Regions from separate parts of the Callithrix jacchus genome. Here region 1 is linked to region 2. The links are chromatin contacts, called in public Hi-C maps. All regions are on one chromosome and are shown on one strand. Each heading gives the region's core, a stretch centred on a gene start, on an enhancer-like site or on the middle of the called end of the contact. The rest is flanking DNA. Distances are from core to core; before and after follow the strand shown. Region 1 holds the start of TADA1 (transcriptional adaptor 1). Region 2 holds the start of POU2F1 (POU class 2 homeobox 1).

Region 1 (2,700 bases), core at 182-2,681, 340 kb before region 2:
TCAAAAATTAAATAATTGTGCTAAAATAGCAGATTTTAATTCCAGTCTTCTTAAAGTTTCAATTTTTTATCTGGTTAGGATGAAGAGCAGTCAACTCCACCACCCCAAAATTTCACATGAAGGAAAAACTCCAAAATTCATGTATGGCATCCAAGCTAAGTAACTTCAATCCAGAAATAATAAAGAAGGATAAAAAGAAAGTATTGGGGAAAAATTAAGTATTCCCAAATTGCTCCTCCACCAATGTCATTTAGAAGTATGTATCCATTGAGCAATGCAAATGTTTAGAATACCACAGAGGCATCTAGCAGCAACGACACACATACTATAATTTTAAAGGTTTAAATTTACCTCCCATATTTTTGAAAAATAAGAGTTGCAATAACAACGTTTTGAAAATTTCCAAACTCTTCCTTGTATCTCAGAGGTTCCTTCTATGCTGTCTGGCTTCGGCCTTGGCCGGATACTGATTTTACCCTTGGCCATTCTGCATCTATCCCGGCTGTGCACTCAATCCCTACCATAACCTGGATGAAGGTCTGTCTGGGCGTCTCCGGGATTCTTTTCAGCCCCTCTAAGGCATCAGTTTGGAATCAGAAGCGTGGGTCCCAACCCTGACAGTCACTTTTTTGAAGAGTTACTTATCCTCACTAGGTCTCGGTCTTCCCACCTGTCAAATAAGATCAGCAACTGTACCTATCTCACATCTGTTGTAAAAATTAGATGAGATAATACATTTAGAGAGCTTAAAATGTTTAAATGTCTGCTATTGCTATCATCACTATAATTGTCATAGTGTTCTGTGAGTATGATTTTACCGCAGGGTCCGTTTGCCTTACAAAATTGCTGTCAAAGCGCTTACCAATAATGCCTAGCAGATCACAAGAGATCAACTGACCTCCACCTCCAGGAAGCCCTCCAGGAGCGACCGCCCCGCGCGATGCCCTCTCTGGCCCGGCGCGTAGGGCTCCTGCTCACTCGGCCCAGGTCGGCCTCCTGCATCCCAAACGCCCGCGCTGGGGCCCGCACTTGCTCACCTGGCCCCTGGGCGAGAAGTGCGCTTCTCCCGCCCCACCCAGGACAGAAAGTCCCGAGCAACGGCGCCCGCTGGGGTCTCCCGAGCGCCCAGAAGTCTGGGTGCCTCCAGGGCGGTGAGTTCGGGTGGCCCGCCCCGCCCCGGCCGGAAAAACCCCGAAGCCCCGCCGCCGCGGACTCAAGGCTGCACAGGCCCCCGGGCGGTGTGGGCTTCTCTGGGTCGGGCTGGCAGCCCGAGGCCAGGAGAGCAGCTGAGTGTTGGCCTGGATGCTGCGCTGGGGCAGCTCTTACTGTTTCACGTTGTCCCCCAGGGCCTCGCTCAAGTTCTTCTTGGCCGCCTCCAGCTCGCTGACAAAGGTCGCCATTGCTCCGCGCGTCTCAGCCCGACCGCAAACCGCCCGGCCACTGCGATCAACAACCGAAAAACCAACTCGGCGGAAGGCCTCCGCTCTGGAAACTAAGCTCGCCGCCGTCTGCCCCGCCCCCAATCACTCAGAAGTCGTTTGTTTGGTTTTCGGCTCCGCCCGCCTTTTTGTAGGGAAGGTGCCCAGCCAAACTCTGCTCACTTCCTCCCGCCCCTCGAGTCACGTGATCCGTTTCACCTTGTAGCGCGCCCAACCTAAACCCGCGCGCCCCGCAGCGTCGCAGGCAGGCTGGCGCGTCCCAGCCTTTTAATTCTATTTCCGCTGGGGCAATTCCGAATTCGGCCCGCTGTCCTTCTACCTGGAGGAGTACCTTACCCCTCCATTTCAAAAAGTACATGCAGTATCAATTTTACTTTCTTTGCCTTATTTTTCACCGAGCACTAATCGTCTCATATGACATTTAGTTGATTTATCTTGTTAATGTTGTGGCTCGAGGACCGGAGTTCTGTTTTATTCAGGGTTACCCGCAGTTCCTAGAGCACATAATGGATGCTTAATAAGTATTTGAGTAAATGAGGTAATTATGTCACACGGGGGAAATACAGAGAAGCATAAAGATAGAAAAAGTGTTTTACCACCCCTGGGCAAACACTTAACTGAGAAAGATTTCTCCTTTACCTCGCACACTCCCATCACTTATAATACTCTATGTTCAATTTTGCACGTTTTAAACTTCAGGATTTATCTGTAGTATTACGTCGTCTTTATAGTGATTTTAATGATAGCATGTTAAATACCCCCACAGATAGAAGGTACACAATAACTTGTTTCCCAATTGTTAGACTGATTGTTTCCATTTTTTTCTATTAAAAGCAATACTGTAATATCGCTTTTGAAGCATATGCCATAATGAAATAAAACTTCTTTATGCGTAAAACTTTTCCTCTTTTAGGATTATTACTTTAGGATAGAGTCCCACAAATAGAATTACTGGATCAAATGATAAGAATATTTGTAAGTGCCTTGGTGTACACTGTCAAATTGCCTTCCAAAGATTTAAAAATAATCCTAGATAGCTTTTAATTTTTGTGTAATTTCTCCAAAAAGGTCCCCTTAAGTTTATTCATTCATTCAACTTCCTCAGTGCTCAACCTAAACCCACCAGCCTTATCTTTGCTGCAGCTCCACCTTATCTTTGCTGCAGCTCTACCTGCAAAGCTGGCCAGGCACCTTCTCTTCCCTGAATTCATCCAGTGAGCTCCTACTATGTGTCTGGAACTCTTTGGGTACTGGAGGTATA
Region 2 (2,700 bases), core at 194-2,693:
GGGAAGAACCAGCAAGTCTACACAGTTTAAACATCAATCAACTCTCTCAAGACAGATTAACTGGAGTTGATTTTTTTTTAAACTTGCTTACCATGAAATACACCTTTCTTTTTTTTCTTTTTTGAGACGGAGTTTTCGCTGTTGTTACTCAGACTGGAGTGCAATACACCTTTCTTTTTATTTAAAAAGAAAAGCCTAGAAAAATCTTAAGGCTTTAAGAATTCGTAAAACAATTAGAACTGAGACTTTGTCCAGGGAATTTTATCATTTAAGATAAAGAAATCTCAGCAACATTATGACTAGTTACCAAGAAAGATACTTTCAACGGGAAACGTTTCCCCACTACCATATTTACTCTGAGAAACAAAGCAAAATAAAATTCATGATGAAGTTACAGTTGATTTCCACATTTTTATAAGTAATCCAGTTTACTGCTAGGTTTTAAAAGATGTACCAAGGCGGGAAGAAAGGGGGGAAAGCCTCAGTAGAGGGGGGTCTGCTGGCTTCGATAGGAAGAGCGGCGTTCGAGGGGCGTGAAAGCAGAAGGGAAGGGTAGGGCGGAAATTAACGACCTATTAAGACTCCCAGCTCCAGAGGAAGCCAGCTGGGCGTTAGAAGCGAGTACAGCAAAAGAGCTTTAGGGCTAATTAAAACAATCACAGGACACTCCCCCTCGCGTAAGCCAGGGCCGGGTCTACAGCTTTTGCAGAACCGGGGGCGGGGATTAGTTCGGATTCAAATTTAAAGCGGGAGGCCGACGCGTGGTTCAGCGGAGCCCCGTGCCCGGCTCCTCGTGGAGGTCGTTTCCGCCCGTACCTGCCCTGAGGGCCGGAAATTACCTAGCGAGGAGCGGCTTCTCCATTGTTGCCAATGTTTCAACTGCGCAAAAAGTCAGTAGAAAGTGCAAAGCGCAGGGCACGCAGGCAGCTCACTGCCCCTCCCCCACTCTCCTGACCGCTGTGCTCCTTGCCCTGCTTTTACAATGCCACAGGCCACTAGGGGAAGTCGAAGCGAAGCCGGGAGGGAAGCAAAGCCAGAGGAAAAGTGAGAAGTGTAAGACACAAATCCCGGAACACTATATAGGCTGGTTACCAGCTAAAGGGAGCGCATGCGCCGGCGACACTTCAGGCGCGTGGAGAAAGACACGCATGCGCACAGCCGAAACGAAAAAAGGAAGCGGAGGAGTGACTGGCAGATTGAGGGCGCTGCTTTAGCTACCTAAGGGCCATAGCGGCCCAGAGGCGCGTGCGCGGAGCGCAGGAGGGGGTGGAGCTCTTCTGAGGGGGCCGGCGGCGAACAGCGCCGGCCTCGCGCGCCCCCTGGCGCGCACGCGGGGAGAGGAAGGAGAGGGAGGGGGCGGAGAGGAGGGAGGAGGCAAGCAGGGCGGGAGGGGGGAGGGGAGCCAGAGCGAGGGAGGGTTTATCGACCGGGCGATTTTGGTTAAAATATTCAAAATGGCGGACGGAGGAGCAGCGAGTCAAGATGAGAGTTCAGCCGCGGCGGCAGCAGCAGCAGGTAATCATTACAGCATTTTACATATTCATATTCATACTCAACCCCGGCTCCCGCTGCCCCCCCCGCGACTTAGCATAATTTATTAGTACTCAGGATTATTATAATTAACGGCGGGGAGATGGGGGGCCGGGGAGCACGGAGCCCCCGCCGGGCGCCGAGCGGAGGGGGAAAGAGGCTCGGAGCGGCCAGGCGGAGGGGGAAGACAAGGGGCAAAGTGGGCTGCGATCCACCGCCCTCCTCCTGCCCCCAGCCCACCCCGCCGCTGCTCGCCGCCCGCCCGCCGGCACCGGCCCTCCTCCTCCGCCAGCCGCCGCCACCACCGCCGCCGCCTCCTGGCCGCCGTGCCCGAACCCGAGCCGGTCCACGGCGGGGCGGCGGGGCGGCGGGGCCGGGGCTGAGGGAGAGGACAATAAAGACATTTTACATATTCATAGCTGCTGGTCCGGCGGGGCGCAGTGGGGCGCGGGCGAGCGGCCGGGGCCAGGCGTGCGCGGGGTGGGGGGCGTGGAGGGGGATGGAGGCGGCGGCGAGCACAATGCCGGGGAGGCGGCGGGGCCAGAGCGGACCCCGGCGGCCGGACACCCGCACGCGTCTTTCCCCGAGAGCTGACCCTGGCGGGGGGGCGCTGCCCATTGTGGGGGGCGGCCCGCAGGGCAGCCGGGAGTGCGCCCGGGGAGAGCTCCCTGCCGGTGCCCCGCCGCCACACGGGGGTCGGAGCGGGGCTGAGCCTGGGGGTCACGGCCCCAGGCACCTCGGCCGCGCCCCACTCGTCCCCGGTGTGGCGGCCTGACCTGAGCCAGGCCTGCGCTCTAGGTGGGTAGGGGTGAGCGGTTGTGGGCGCTGCGAGGTGGCCTGGGGCAGCGGGGTTGGGGAACTCGCTCAGGTGTCTGCGTCGTCCTCTGGGGTGTGGACTGGGTTGGAAGGAGTCCTCGGGGCAAGTTCCTTCGGAGGGGATGTCCTTTGGGCGGCCCGCACTCCCCGGGCCGGCGGTCGGGGCTTCGCGGGCGAGTTGGGCTGGAGGTGCCTGGCGTAGTCTGATCTCCGTCTCCCTTTACCCCTCCCTGACGCCCCCTCATCTGCCGCCCCCCCGCCGTCCCTCTCCTCCGGCCCCGGCGCCTGACCAGGACGCACGGGGCGGGTGGCCCTCCGGGGCCTCTCGCTCCGAGGCCCCAGAAGCGCCTATAG

Evidence for each region. A called contact is a pair of places that touch in the nucleus more often than the background predicts.
Region 1: a Hi-C map of skeletal muscle shows a contact between it and region 2, with 7 times the contacts expected there. The contact joins the promoter of TADA1 here to the promoter of POU2F1 in region 2. A contact is called at or near these places in 2 of 3 Hi-C or Micro-C datasets (both in skeletal muscle).

What each region holds. Positions count from the first base shown.
Region 1 is chr18:35,339,940-35,342,639 of calJac240_pri, reverse strand. It overlaps TADA1 (transcriptional adaptor 1), which reads right to left and starts at 1,431. Exons shown (of 8, transcript XM_078356366.1): 1 at 1,327-1,431.
Region 2 is chr18:35,003,858-35,006,557 of calJac240_pri, reverse strand. It overlaps POU2F1 (POU class 2 homeobox 1), which reads left to right and starts at 1,443. Exons shown (of 17, transcript XR_615275.5): 1 at 1,443-1,515.